2 separate regions of the Mus musculus genome follow, and region 2 is linked to region 1. A link is a contact called in public promoter capture Hi-C data. All regions are on one chromosome and are shown on one strand. Each heading gives the region's core, a stretch centred on a gene start, on an enhancer-like site or on the middle of the called end of the contact. The rest is flanking DNA. Distances are from core to core; before and after follow the strand shown. Region 1 holds the start of 4930525G20Rik (RIKEN cDNA 4930525G20 gene). Region 2 holds the start of Zfp455 (zinc finger protein 455).

Evidence for each region. Capture Hi-C pulls out chosen DNA fragments and counts their contacts.
Region 2: a promoter capture Hi-C map of adipose tissue shows a contact between it and region 1. The contact joins the promoter of Zfp455 here to the promoter of 4930525G20Rik in region 1. A contact is called at or near these places in 8 of 39 promoter capture datasets (cranial neural crest, frontonasal cranial neural crest, hematopoietic stem and progenitor cells and 4 more), 1 of 15 datasets of contacts at CTCF or cohesin (large pre-B cells), 5 of 484 Hi-C or Micro-C datasets (CD4 T cells, granulocyte-monocyte progenitors, macrophages and 2 more), 5 of 115 datasets of contacts at active chromatin or transcription factors (bone marrow-derived macrophages, embryonic stem cells, fibro-adipogenic progenitors and 1 more) and 3 of 9 other capture datasets (adipose tissue, liver and pancreatic islet).

The regions. Positions count from the first base shown.
Region 1 is chr13:67,826,634-67,833,273 of GRCm38.p6, forward strand. 4930525G20Rik (RIKEN cDNA 4930525G20 gene) reads right to left here and starts at 4,352. Exons shown (of 3, transcript NR_045194.1): 1 at 4,202-4,352. It overlaps Gm10037 (predicted gene 10037), which reads left to right and starts at 4,473. Exons shown (of 4, transcript NM_001309374.1): 1 at 4,473-4,520; 2 at 6,599-6,640. The coding sequence starts at 6,602. It overlaps Zfp273 (zinc finger protein 273), which reads left to right. Exons shown (of 4, transcript NM_198322.3): 4 at 1-367.
Region 2 is chr13:67,191,683-67,198,322 of GRCm38.p6, forward strand. It overlaps Zfp455 (zinc finger protein 455), which reads left to right and starts at 2,824. Exons shown (of 4, transcript NM_001048204.1): 1 at 2,824-2,912. The coding sequence starts at 2,907.

The DNA.
Region 1 (6,640 bases), core at 3,102-5,601:
TGTGTACACTGTGTTGCAAGAGCACATGGATCTTAAGAGATATAAGAGACAAATCCCAGGAGTTGTATAGAATTTTAGCAAAGCAACAAATACTGCTTATAACCGGCAGGAAAATGTTTGGCCTGATATAAGAACTCATTACACACTTTGGATCATGCAGATAAGTCTGTGAGGACATCAGTATGTTATCAATCCAAATTATAAGCTCAGTTTTTACAAGTGAAAAGATCACAAGGACTAGTGATTTTATCAGAAGAACAAGACTGAGTCCTGAGGTTTCCGAGTCCTTTTTTTTCCCCAAAGTCCATAGATACATCATTGGAATATGAAGTTTATTAATTTTTGTAAATAAAAACAAGCTGTTATTAATGTGTGATTAGTATTGCATTCTTTTTTTTTTACTGTTTTTTTCTAAGTTTTATATAGGTTTTTTTTCATTAAGATAGAAAAACTACCTTAGTGAGGTGTAAAGGCTAATATTGGCTGTCCACCTGAGACCTAGGAAGAAGGATCCTCAGCTGAAGAATGGTCTGTATCAGTGTGTCCTGTGAGTGTGACTGTTACAGCCTCTTGAGTGCAATTGATGTAGAAGGGTCCAGTCCACTGTGGGCGATACCGTCCCTAGGCTGTGGACCTGGGCTCTATAAGAAAGGTACCTGAAAATGAGACTAGGAATGAGCCAGCAAATAGCATTCCTCCATTCTCTTTGCTCAGGTTTCTGCCTTAAATACTTGCCTTGGCTTCCTTCAAGGATGGACTGAAATGTGTAAGATGAAATATACCCTTTCTTCCCCAAGTAGTTTTTGGGTCATGGGGTTTATCAAAGCAAAGAAACAAATGAGAACATAAAGGACCTAAGTAACATTTTAATTACTTATTACTGGGGAATTTTGGGATATTTAGTTGGCTCCTAATGTTGATGTGCTTCATGTAATTTTTAGCATCTTATCCTTTGTGTTATATCATTATTTATCCACTTATCATAATTACTTTTATAATATGTGTTTTATAAAAATAAAGTTATGCCCTTTTTGACTCTTGTATTTTACATCAAATTCTGACAAAAATTTACTATAGAACCTCTTTAGCCTTACAGTGCACACATTTTTGGTAGTCATTCACATTAGCTGAAATACACAATTATAACGTGATGAACTTTAGCTCTGAGAGAACATTTGAACATGTTTTCAGAAGAAATTTAAGAACTGCTGAAGTAGAGAATAATTTTGAAATAATTGACTTCTCATTATTAAATGGTCAACTATACATCCTGAAATACATGTATGTTTCATATATACATATACATACACACATATACATCTGATCTTCATAGAGCTTTGATAAATGATTGCTTTTCAATTTTGATTCTAATTCTAATATTAGTATATTCAAACATCACATATTCCTTGTAAAAAAAGTACATGAAGTCATATTTTACCCTTTATGTGCTCTGGTACTGTTTAATATTATTTAACAGTTTTCTGAAATAGTAAACATTGTAAGACACACATTCATTTATTATTTCATCCCATTTAAAAAAATCATTCCTCCTTTTCATTTGGTAACATACATGATAACATTTGATGTTTATGAGATACTATGTAGAGGTGAACACTTGAAAAGCTTCACATATGTTATTGTTGTTAGAAACAACAGAAAGAAAATAATCTTTCATAGCAAGTAGAGAAACCCAGATGAGATCCTATTTACATGAAAATGTGATGAAAAACTGGTGTAAGCGCTGCGTATGGTGTGAAGATGACTGTGCTGCCATTCCAAAGAAAACACCAAGCTTAGGAAGAGACCTTTCATTTCCTACTCAGCTTCATATTTTTATTACTCTCTATCTACATGTGTGACACAGCCATTGTCCTTTAGAACCAGTGTAATGGCTCTCATTTCCTCTCCCCACTCAACTTCATCTTATCAAAAATTGGAATTCCTGACATGTACTTTCAATTTCTTAATACTTGGGTAGTTTTATTTAGGCATTCACGGGATTCTTCATTTTAAGTGCTTATTCCTAATTGACCCAGAGTAACTAGCTGTATATTTGTAGTGGTGAGTTTTCGTTACACCGCTTTGGGTTTCAGGGGGGACCACACATGTCCACCTGCCCAGGAGCTGTTTTTGGATTCGAGAATGAAAAGACACACACATTACCTTATTTTTAAAATGACTTGGCTACCTCAAAGGCTGGATACCCCTAAACCTTCCCCTACTATCTGAGGCCCAATCTCCAACATATATGCTGTAGAATGTGGTTTCAATAGACTTGTCAATTATATAATAGTAAGAATAGCAAATCTAGCTCCTCAAACAATTATGATTTTTATGGTAACAACATTTAGAACATTTAGAATCCTTTAGGTTACTGTGTTATATATTCCAAATTATTATTAGGTGTGAGTATCCTTTTCTTTCTTTATTTTTATTTATTTATTTTGAGACAGGGTTTCTCTGTATAGCCCTGGCTGTCCTGGAACTCACTTTGTAGACCAGGCTGGCCTCGAACTCAGAAATCCTGCCTCTGCCTCTGCCTCCCGAGTGCTGAGATTAAAGGCGTGCACCTCCATGCCCAGCAGGTGTCAGTATCCTGTAGTGATAGTGATAGTGCTTCTCGTGTGTGTGTGTGTGTGTGTGTGTGTGTGTGTGTGTGTGTGTGTGTGTGTGTGTGTGTGTGTGTGTTGTGGAGGCTTCTGGGCACCCCACACGGGGTTCAATAATAAAGACACAGAGACATCCATATAGTGTAAGGCTGTTGCATGGGGCAGTCCCTCATTTTTATGGCTCTACCTGGCCTCCTTGCCCTGCTCCATTCTGCTTCCATCCCTCTGCCCCAATTAGCAGCAGGACTGCCCTGTCCATAAGTTAAAGTTACTTTCTGGATAAAGTCAATGAAAACTCCAGGACCTCCCTGGGGCAACTTGCTCATTAACATGACAATCTCAGAGAATACTCCTTTTGCGCAGGAAGTGACAAATATTTACATGTACAAGGCAGGTTTTGTGGGTGATAGTAAGGACAGTACCTTATATCCAGCCAATGCTAGATGCTGCCAGCAGAGCTTAACAATTGAGAATGCAGGGGTATAGTTTCATTCATAGCCAGTAGTTACGATATCTGTGGGGGATAGGTCACCTCCCAAATCTAGGCACGTTGGGGCAGAAACAAAAGCAGACCACAGGCATAAGGCAAAGGAATCTCAGAGACAGAGGGAGTGCTATCTCAGAGGAAGCAGGCTTTGAGTTCTAGCAGAGACAACAGGCATTAGGAACCAGTAAAGCTTCTCTTAACTTGAGAAACAAACAGGTAAGGCACCCTCTGGCACAGAAATCATGGCTCCAAACCCCTGGACCTAGTGAGGTTGGTTCCTGGCCTCCATGGCTGGTTAGCTTTCCTGATGGCTGAGGTCTCAGAAAGATAAAGAAGTGCAGACCAGAAGCCCCACTCCTGCCAAGGCTGCAGCTATTGCTCAGGAGGCTCCTGCAGTCACCACAGGTGGACAAGTCCTGCCTCCCTTACCTCAGGATGTGAGCACTAAAAAGCAGCACTAAGTCCAATCTACTCACCTTGCATGGGGTTCCTTTAAGGTAACAGCACACTTAGCAAACACCCAAGGATCTCATGAGTGAGTGAGGAGAGAAAATGTGTGGTGGCGCATGTCTTTAATCCCAGCACTGGGGGGTGGGGGGTGAGGGTGGGGGTGGGGGTGGTAGAGGCAGGCGGATTTCTGAGTTCGAGGCCAGCCTGGTCTACAAAGTGAGTTCCAGGACAGCCAGGGCTATACAGAGAAACCCTGTCTCGAAAAACCAAAAGAAAAAATACTGGCAATATTTTCAACCATGGGATATGACCGTGATGAATAATGAGATTCAAAACAATGTCAAATGTGCCAGAGTTGAAAGCCTACTAGGAATGGGAGTGGACAAATATTTTGTAAGTTTATGAGAATTTTGCTGCCATCTCCAACAAGACATTCTCAGTGAGCGTGAGAACCAAAGAGGCATCAAGAGCCGCTGGGAGTTAAAAAATATTAATGAATCTTAAGATGATTTTCTTTCCCACATTAGTGTATTGCTTCCTTATTTAAAAACACAACAGGGTCAGCGTGATTCTTTTTTAAAGTAAGATTAAAATTACAACATATGGCCCAGAAATGACTTGTACTCCTAAGATTTCTGTCACAGACTCGACTCACATTCACGTTATCTCCTGTTGTGGATCCGGAGGGGGGAAAACCAGCCCGACTCCCCAAGAATGTGCTGCAGACTGCTTCTTTCCTTCTATTCTCTCTCTTGGGTTGCCAGGGACAAATTCTGGAACCAGAGAAATCACCTTCGGTGGGTTACAGAAATCCCTTCGCACGGACTTCTGGGAAATGTAGTCTGGATACTGTGACGTCACAGGGAGCTAACCGGTAAACCCCCCACTAGGTTTTTGCTTAACAGAGGGGTCTTCCCCAAAGTTTTGCGAGAGTCCTGTGTGGCCGTTACATTCCTGTCGTCTGTGATGTGGAGGTTGGTTCAGAAAACAACATAGCCTGGGTCTCTGTTCCCGGTTCTGTCTCAGAGGGAGCGAAACTGAACTGGGTGGGAGGGCAGAAGCTGCTGCTTGGACCTGCCTTGCTGTACCGGCTGGGACAGGTGACGTTGCATGTCGGGACGATGAGGATTGTGCCCTAGGTGATGGTTTCCTTTGGACACTGCGTGCTGCTCTCGTGCCCTAGAGATGTTAGTGATCCCCAAACACAGGATGTGTCCTTGGCCCACAATGGTTATTTCAGCCTGTTGTTTTGTTTTGCTTTTTGTTTTTGTTTTTTGTTTTTGTGTTTGTGTTTTAGACAGAATTTCTCTTGGTTCTCATGGAACTTACTTTGTAGACCAGGCTGAACTAGAACTCACAGGGATCTTCCTGCCTCTGCCTCCCTCATCTTGGGATTGAAGCTATTCACCATGACACTCAGAGTGTCAGCATGTTCTCATCTCACACTGAAATTGTTGAGCTATTTTTAAACTAAAAATACAGAGTTGTAACTTATAGAAGAAGGAGGCCAAATATTTTTTACCATGGACTACTGATGTCAGGAAGCCAAGGTTCTGGGCCTTCCTGAGTAATGGACGCTCTGGAACAGTGGGAGAGAGAGAAGCTTGCAGTCTTGTTGCCCTGAATGCTGGATGTGTATAAGGATCATGTGGGCTACATCTTAGAATCCGATAACATACTGTTTGAGTTGAGCACAACAATACTTAGAAAAATGATCAAAGCTTATCTATACAATTATTTTAAAGGACCCCACTAATACATAAACTGCTGATATTTTCATGTATAAATAAAAAAATAATATGACTATTCTCGTTGGCCAATCTGGGGCATTATTCAATAAGACATGAATATAGAAATTAAAAAATTTTGAAATAATTAGACAGCATAGCAAACATGCTGCTCAACTACAGCACACTGATACATGCTGTCAAATGTGTAAAACACACTTCAGAAATGTCACAAACATCAACCAGTACCCATTAGAGAAAACACAGAAATGGAACATGACAAGGAACAGTGAATTCTGTTCTATGTTAAATTCTCAGTATGATTAGTCCTTTGCATGCTGGTTTCCCCGTATGTTCAGAACCTTGAATGATATTAGTCTGTGAGTTCTTCCTTTAATGTTCTACCCCTTGCCTCCTCCATCTCCTGTCCCTTGTCACTGTGCTTTGTGTCGCTGCTGAATTCTGGACAAATGCAGAAACCCAGATGACAGCCAGAGCCACCTCATTAAAGTCTGTATTTTCATATAATTTCACATTCATGGCTGTGTATATTTAGTGTTGACAAGAACCTTCTCCCTCACCAGGACTTTCTGTTGTGAGAACTGTTTATTTGTGTGGTTTATAATAAGCATATGGCATTAAATGGATGCTTCTGTGGATGTATTTATTTTACATTTCACCTGTCTTCAATGTATAGAGCCCACATGGTTTTATAGCATCTTTTACCTTGTTTTCCTTTGAAGATGGGTCCATTGTGAGGTCATATGAGTACCTTTGATGTGTCTGAAGAATATTACTCAGTGATGTGAGAAACAGGTCTAGCTCTCTTTCATCCTTACAGAATCTAGATTTGTGTCCACAGGCACATGATGCCCGTGTAAAGGTTTCTACCACTGTGATAAAGATCATGAGGAAAGGCAATTTGGAGAAGAAAGGGTTCATTTCAGCTGACATCTTCAGGTAACAGATCATCACTGAGGGAATTCAAGTCAGGAACCAGCGCAGGAACCACACAGGAACGCTGCTTATTGGCTGGTATTCCATGGCTTGCTCAGCCTGCTTTCCTATACCATACAGAAACACCTCCCCGGTGGGATCCCACCCATATTGTAGATATCTTGTTATCAATACTAATTAGGAAAATGCCATAGGCTTGGCTACAGGACAATCTCCTGGAGACATTTTTTTCAAATATTCTTCTCTTCTCAAATAATAGTGTCAACTTGACGGGAGAACTATCCAGCAGAGTTCATCATGGTATTTAAATGATTTTAGTGGTTTTAATTAATTTAAACTGTGATATCATTCATTGGTCTTCATTTCAGGAAATGCTATCATTTAGGGATGTGGCCATTGATTTCTCTGCA
Region 2 (6,640 bases), core at 1,574-4,073, 640 kb before region 1:
CTCACTTCCAGACACCAATATCTGATAAGGTTATTCAAGTGTTGATGATTTTCAGACTCAGGAACCTAGAATTATTGACTGTTCACATGATGAGTTCATGAATCATGCAGGAGAAATTTTCTGTTAATGTTTCTTATGAGATTTTTTTCTGGTAGATCATCTAGGAAAGAAGATCGTCTCTACATATGTGTGTCTCTACACTTTAGCAGTAGTCCTTCGACGGTAAGGGCAGTGCCGAACAGAAGCATTCATTGGTCTCTCACTCATGAATGTGCTTTTGACTTGACCAACATCAGTTTCCATTCCAAGGAAACATCACATTTTGGAGGTGGGCTTCATTAGCCTTAAGAAAGTAAGCTTGTGAGTAGGCATGGGGAATTCAGAGTTCTTTACAAGACTCACAGGAGTCTCACTGATGAAGCTGATATAAACATTAAGGACTATAGAGGCTGAGAACCCTGTTATCACTGCAGCATCCTACAAGACAAGAATCGTCTGCAGGCATGCAACTTTCCTGAGTTCTTACCCAGAATCCAGTCACATGTCGCTGCCTTGAGCCACCTGTATTCCTGTGCTATCTCTCAATCAAATGCCTGTCAGCAAAACTAGTAAACTCTTGATTCATGATAGAGTCTTGGGTGGAATCTTTCCTACGTCTGTCATTACACCCTGGTCTGATGGGAGCAGACTCTTCTTCTGTTCTTCACTGGAAAAATCACAGAATGGAGTGTCTTATTCATTGTGGTGGAAACACATAAAGCAGTTTGATTTCCTGCTGGTGGTTGAAGAGCTGAGAAGTCATTCCACTTCAGGGAACATGGCAGCAAGCAGGCAGTCATGGTCCTGTGTAGGAGCAGACAGCTTACTCTTTGATCCACACTGGAGCACATACAGATAACTGGAAACTGCATGCTATTGTGTAATGAAAAAGCCTAGTGACATTTTCTTGTGACAAGGTCACACCTCCCACTCTTTCACAAATATTTCCCACCAACTGAGACCGAAGCATCAGTTGTATGAGGCTGTAGGGTACTATTCTCATTCTACAACCTCAGTGAATCTAAAGTTATAGACATTGTGAGATCCCCTATTCTTGTTATAGAGATGGGCAATCCTGGTACTTTGTCCAGAGCCAACATTAAATCTCCTCTGTGACAAGAGCACATCCATGGAAGTCTCTGCCTTGTGGAAGTGGAATTTCATTTGAAATTTTGATTTCATTGGAAAGCCCATTGTGGGGACTTTATGCTCATAACTACACTTTCAGGAAAGCTCTCCAGGTTCAGAACACAGCGACAAAGGAAACTCTCTTGGGGCCTGATACTAACCTAGATGAAAGCAGAACTGGACAGCACTGTATATGTTGTACTAGTTGTGGAGGCTCTGAGGTGCATCCTGTAGGTCAGCATGGAGCTTTGCAGCCATGCTAAGAGAAATGCTTCACCATGTAACTGGTAGGGTGTATACTGTCCTTCCTAATATCTTGGTGGGATCACACTTCATAAAACATGCAGGTGACAGCTAAGTGGACTTGGAACCCCACCATAGCCTCATGTTAGAAACATAGCAACATCTAGAAAGGGGATGTCTGTGCTTTAGAACACACAGATGAAGTTTAGGTTGACACTGTTCTTTGACATCCAAATGATTCAGCAACCACAGACCCAATGCATATGATGATGTAGGGGTTAGGTTTTCACAGCACATTCCTCTCGAACTTATTCTTATCCTTCCCTGCCTGGTCACTATTCCTCCTTTTGGAAAAGGCAGGTTTCCACTGGTCCATGGTAGGTTGAAGGAGTAATCTTGTAAGCACTTTGAAATAAGCAATTGATTGAATTACAACATCAAGAGACTTTGGGCTTTGACTGTCTTGGGACTATTAAAGTCTATGGGCATGTTGAGAAGTGAATTGTCTTTCTTAGAAACAGATGAAAGTGAAACTCTCAGAGGCTTCCAGGTTACAGAGTATGGTGTTTTTTTTTAACGTATTTGATTGTCAAATTCCAATAAACTTATTTGATATTTCTGATTTGTTTTTGAAATAATCATTTCTCTGTCCTGATTTTGAGAAACTGAGGTTAGTTCAGGGCAGATGCTTTGACTTTCAAAATATTGTCACATAGGAACACTTGTAGATCAGAGCAGGGAAAGGAAATTGAGTAAGAAAGATCAGACCTCTGCAGAGAGAATTCTAACAATGGATAATGGGCCAGTGGCCAGTACACATACCAGTGTGACCTCAGGAGCTGTGTCCTCCCAAGTGTAATCTGAGCAGGGGAAGGAACAACAACATCAACAACGGGCAAACATACCCAGTGGCTTATGTGTACCTGTGTTTGTGAACAACCATTGGAGACCGTTAAAATTGTAGTACAGCTCCCACTAAAAAGGAATTTCTTAAATATATATTAACATTTTAAAGTTTTAACTTTGTTAAATGATCTATACTCTCAATGTGTCCCTGACCAACTAACCACAGTATATACATCCTAATATTTACACAAAACTGTTTTTCATGATGTGGAATCTGATCCATGTATGTCTCATGCAGAGTGTAATTGCAAAGGAACAAGTATTATTTATTTATTTGCAATACTGAGTATTATGACAGAGTCTACATTAGAGTCGAGCGCTTTAAAGTAGGCCAAGTACCTACCATAGTACCTACCATAGTATAATAGTAAAGAAAACAGAGAGAAGGCTACAAATCTAAGACCAGGGAAAGACCACATTCAGTTCCAGGAATAGCTTCGCAAAGACTTCTGGGATATGTAGTCCAAGCAACTGTGCCATCACGAGGAGCCATCCAGGCAATCCCACTTTAGCTTTCGTTTTGTACATTGTGCCTTCCTCAAAGTTTTTGCGAGAGTCCTGAACGGCTGTACACGCCTGTTGTCTCTGTCATGGAGGTTGGTTCATGAAACAGCACAGCCTGGGGCTTTGTGCAAGCATCGGGCTGGGAAAAGGCGGGGAGAGTGGGTGTGGGGAAGGTGGGGACTGAGCGGACCTGGGCTTGGAGGGAGAACGGAAGAAAAGAAGCTGTTGGGATTTGTTGTGCTGATCTGGCTGGGTCACGTGAGGTTGCAGTTCTGGACCAGGAATGGGGCGATTGGGATTGTGTCTGAGGTGAGGGTTTTCATAGGACACCGCAGGGTGTCTTGGACATAGGAACAGACTGGTAGCAGGGGTCAGGATTGCAAGCTAGTGATGGTGAGATGACTACTTGCACCTGAGGCAGTGCTGGGAACTCTTTGACAGCTTTGCTGGGAAGCATGCTCCCCTAGCTGCCCCATTCTCAGGTGGATGCTGTCAGATGCCCCAGTCAGTACCTTTAGAGCAAATGGGGTACCTGGCCCCACTATCCTCTGTACCTGGCCTCCTCCTACGGTCCTGATTATGTTCATTTTCCCTATCAGTTAAGGAATTAAGAGAGAATAAAAATCCAAGTCCCAACAGGTCATAGATGGGAAAATCTGGAACAGAGCAGAGAGATCTGCCAGGATGGGAGGTCACTGAGAGTCTTTGACTATAGGTGAGGAAACACATGTAGTGGATACACAGAGGGAAGTCAGCAAAGCAGGCAACCTGCCACCTGGTTTTACCTTGAGGGCTGGGTTTCCTTAAACCTTGGATAGGTTTCCTGTTCATAAAGTAGGGTTGAATAATTGTAAATAAGACACAATGTCTGCTTGGCACACTATGATTATGTCAACGTGCCTTGATCAGGCCTTGAACCTGAGAACGTTTATGAGCAGGGTATTAGTATCTGGTGAAAATCTCGCGTGGCCTTGTTTTAGGGGGCCAGGCTTTTGTGTCAGGTCAGCAGGGTAAGGAAGAGCTCACAGACCTGTGTGTATTCTTGTGACTTAAAGTAAACAGACCTGTGATAGAAAGACACTTGAGCCTACTGTGAGGCACATTCCTGTCATCTCTGTATTTGTGAGGGGGAGGGGCAGGACCCTCTGGTCAACCCCTGCTTGATAGCAAATTCAAGGCCAATGTAGGCTACCTCAGTCTGTGTCAGAAAACATTTAATCATGCTTGATGGACGTGAGAAATACTCTCTATGATTCATTCCATGTCTTCCAGTGAGAGCCGTGGAAAACCCCTGCAATCAACACTTTGGTGTCTTACAAAGTACACATGCTTCCCTTCTGCCGACCCAATCCATGTGGGATTCAAACTTTGTTTTCACTAACATGCTCTTGTTAAAGATGGTACATTTGGGTGACTATTTGTTTGGATTTACTGTGTGAGGAAGGACTCTCCTCTTTCCCTTGCTTGATTATTCTTCCTATTGACAGTGAATGTTCACTCCTTTTGGATAGTTAAGTTTGTGTTAGATTCTGCCATGACCTGAGGATGCTTTCTTCTGGTCTTCCCTGAATTCTTCCAGTTTGCTCCGTCCATATCTAGGCAGAGACTCCATCATTTCTTCATTGCCTTTCTGCAGTTCTTGAATGATGCAGGCTACTGTAGTTTATGTTCATGTGTCATTTTCTGCCTCTTTTTCTGGGATATCTTCCTGTGTTCCTGTCCCAGAGGTTTAGCTGCTTGCAAATGCTTCTTACAGTTAGCTGGAACAAGCCCACGTCCTCCACTGTCCCTCACATGGGTACTGCTGTCTGCAACCAGTAAAGGAAACTGCTAGTGTGGGATGCCGTCCTCTTGCACAGGTTTAAGTCCAGGTCCCCTTGGTGTGTAGTTGTCCCCCTGATCTCCCAGGCCTCTTAATGTTAGTATGAGGGAAGGAGTTACTTGTCTGTACAACTCATGTATGAACCTTGCTGTGTTAGACATGTCATATCTGGAAAACTGGAGAGGAGGTGTGTTTGGTGATGACAGTCAGATCCTGCTGATCTGCATGTGTATGTCAGAGGCCATGAAGAGAAGTTACATGATTTGAACATTTGTCAAACACATATACAAGTAATAAACCTGAGCAGTGCAGATCCTCAATACATTGTCATTTTCTGTTATGAAACTCTCTGTTAGCCGGGCGTGGTGGCACACACCTTTAATCCCAGCACTTGGGAGGCAGAGGCAGGTGGATTTCTGAGTTCGAGGCCAGCCTGGTCTACAAAGTGAGTTTCAGGACAGCCAGGGCTACACAGAGAAACCCTGTCTCGAAAAAACCAAAAAAAAAAAAAAAAGAAAAGAAACTCTCTGTCTTCACAGAGTCCTCCATAGTCTTTTTCAAGTAAGGTGACATATAATGAGTTAACAGCTGTGTCTGCTTGCCTGATCAGTTCTTTCATATTCTCTATTCCATCCTTTACTGAATACACTCCACCTACTGGTGCTTTAAGAAGACACATAAACAATATACAGACTACTAAAATCCAAAAATACATCTAGAGGCCTAATGTATGGAACAAATGTGTTATTTATTTTAAAAATAAATCATCGTTATATAAGGAATGTTTTTCAGAGGGAAAACAAAGATGATTACATTTGGTCTTTCATATTTTTCACATTTTATTCCATTTCCTGAGTTGTATGATTTCAAGACATGGTAGCTCCATTGTGAGCATGCTGTGTTTCTCTCACAGAGAGTTGTTTTCATCTTTGCTCTGCTCTGGGCTCCTGCCATTCCCTACATTGCTGGTTTTCCCACGGACTTGGTGATCCTGTGGTTGAAAAGGGTGTAATCCGTTTGTTCTCACTTACTTGTAGAGACAGGACCCTTCTCTACCAGCTTTAAAGAAGGTTTCAAGACAGTTCAATTTCTTTTCCCTTGAGAATCTTCTGTTCACCAAAGTGCTTCATTCTGCTGGTGTTTTGGAGATTTTCTGGCCTCTTCATTTTGCTGAACTCTGCTCATTAGACAAAAGGCTATTTTCTGTGCGGTCATTCTTTAAAGAGGATATATTTTAGTTGTCCTATAAAGTCTTGTGACAATAGCTATTCCCTCCTCCCAAGGGTGCAATCACCTTGCACTTCAGACACAAGACTCAGGGCATTGCAGCTGGATCTGACATGAAGATCTGAAGAGGGACAAGTTGTCCATACGCATTGAAGGTGCTTTGCCAGGTTCCAAGGGAGAGAAGCAATCAATAGCCCTGCTTAGCTCTTATACCAGTGGGCCACAGCAATATCCTGTATGTCATTCCAGCTGTAAAGATGCCACAGTGCCACTCAATATCTTGACATATGCAGGAGCTGTCCAATGGGACTTAAAGCCTCATCAATAGAAGTTACATCATGCTTAGAAGCTGCCGCAGGTGACTTGTTAGGTTGAAACCTTAGAGGGGAACATACTAATGACATGTTACTAAAGCATCCTAAGCTCTCACTGCATTCTGATTGCTTTTCCTTAGACCTACACATGAGTGTGTAGCTCTTACTGTTCAAAGCACTCCTACACATGAGTGTGTAGCTCTTACTGTTCAAAGCGCTTCTACACATGAGTGTGTAGCTCTTACTGTTCAAAGCTCTCCTACACATGAGTGTGTAGCTCTTACTGTTCAAAGCGCTCCTACACATGAGTGTGTAGCTCTTACTGTTCAAAGCGCTCCTACACATGAGTGTGTAGCTCTTACTGTTCAAAGCGCTCCTACACATGAGTGTGTAGCTCTTACTGTTCAAAGCGCTTCTGGCTGCATCAGAGAGAGCTCTGCAGAAAACTGAAGCTTAC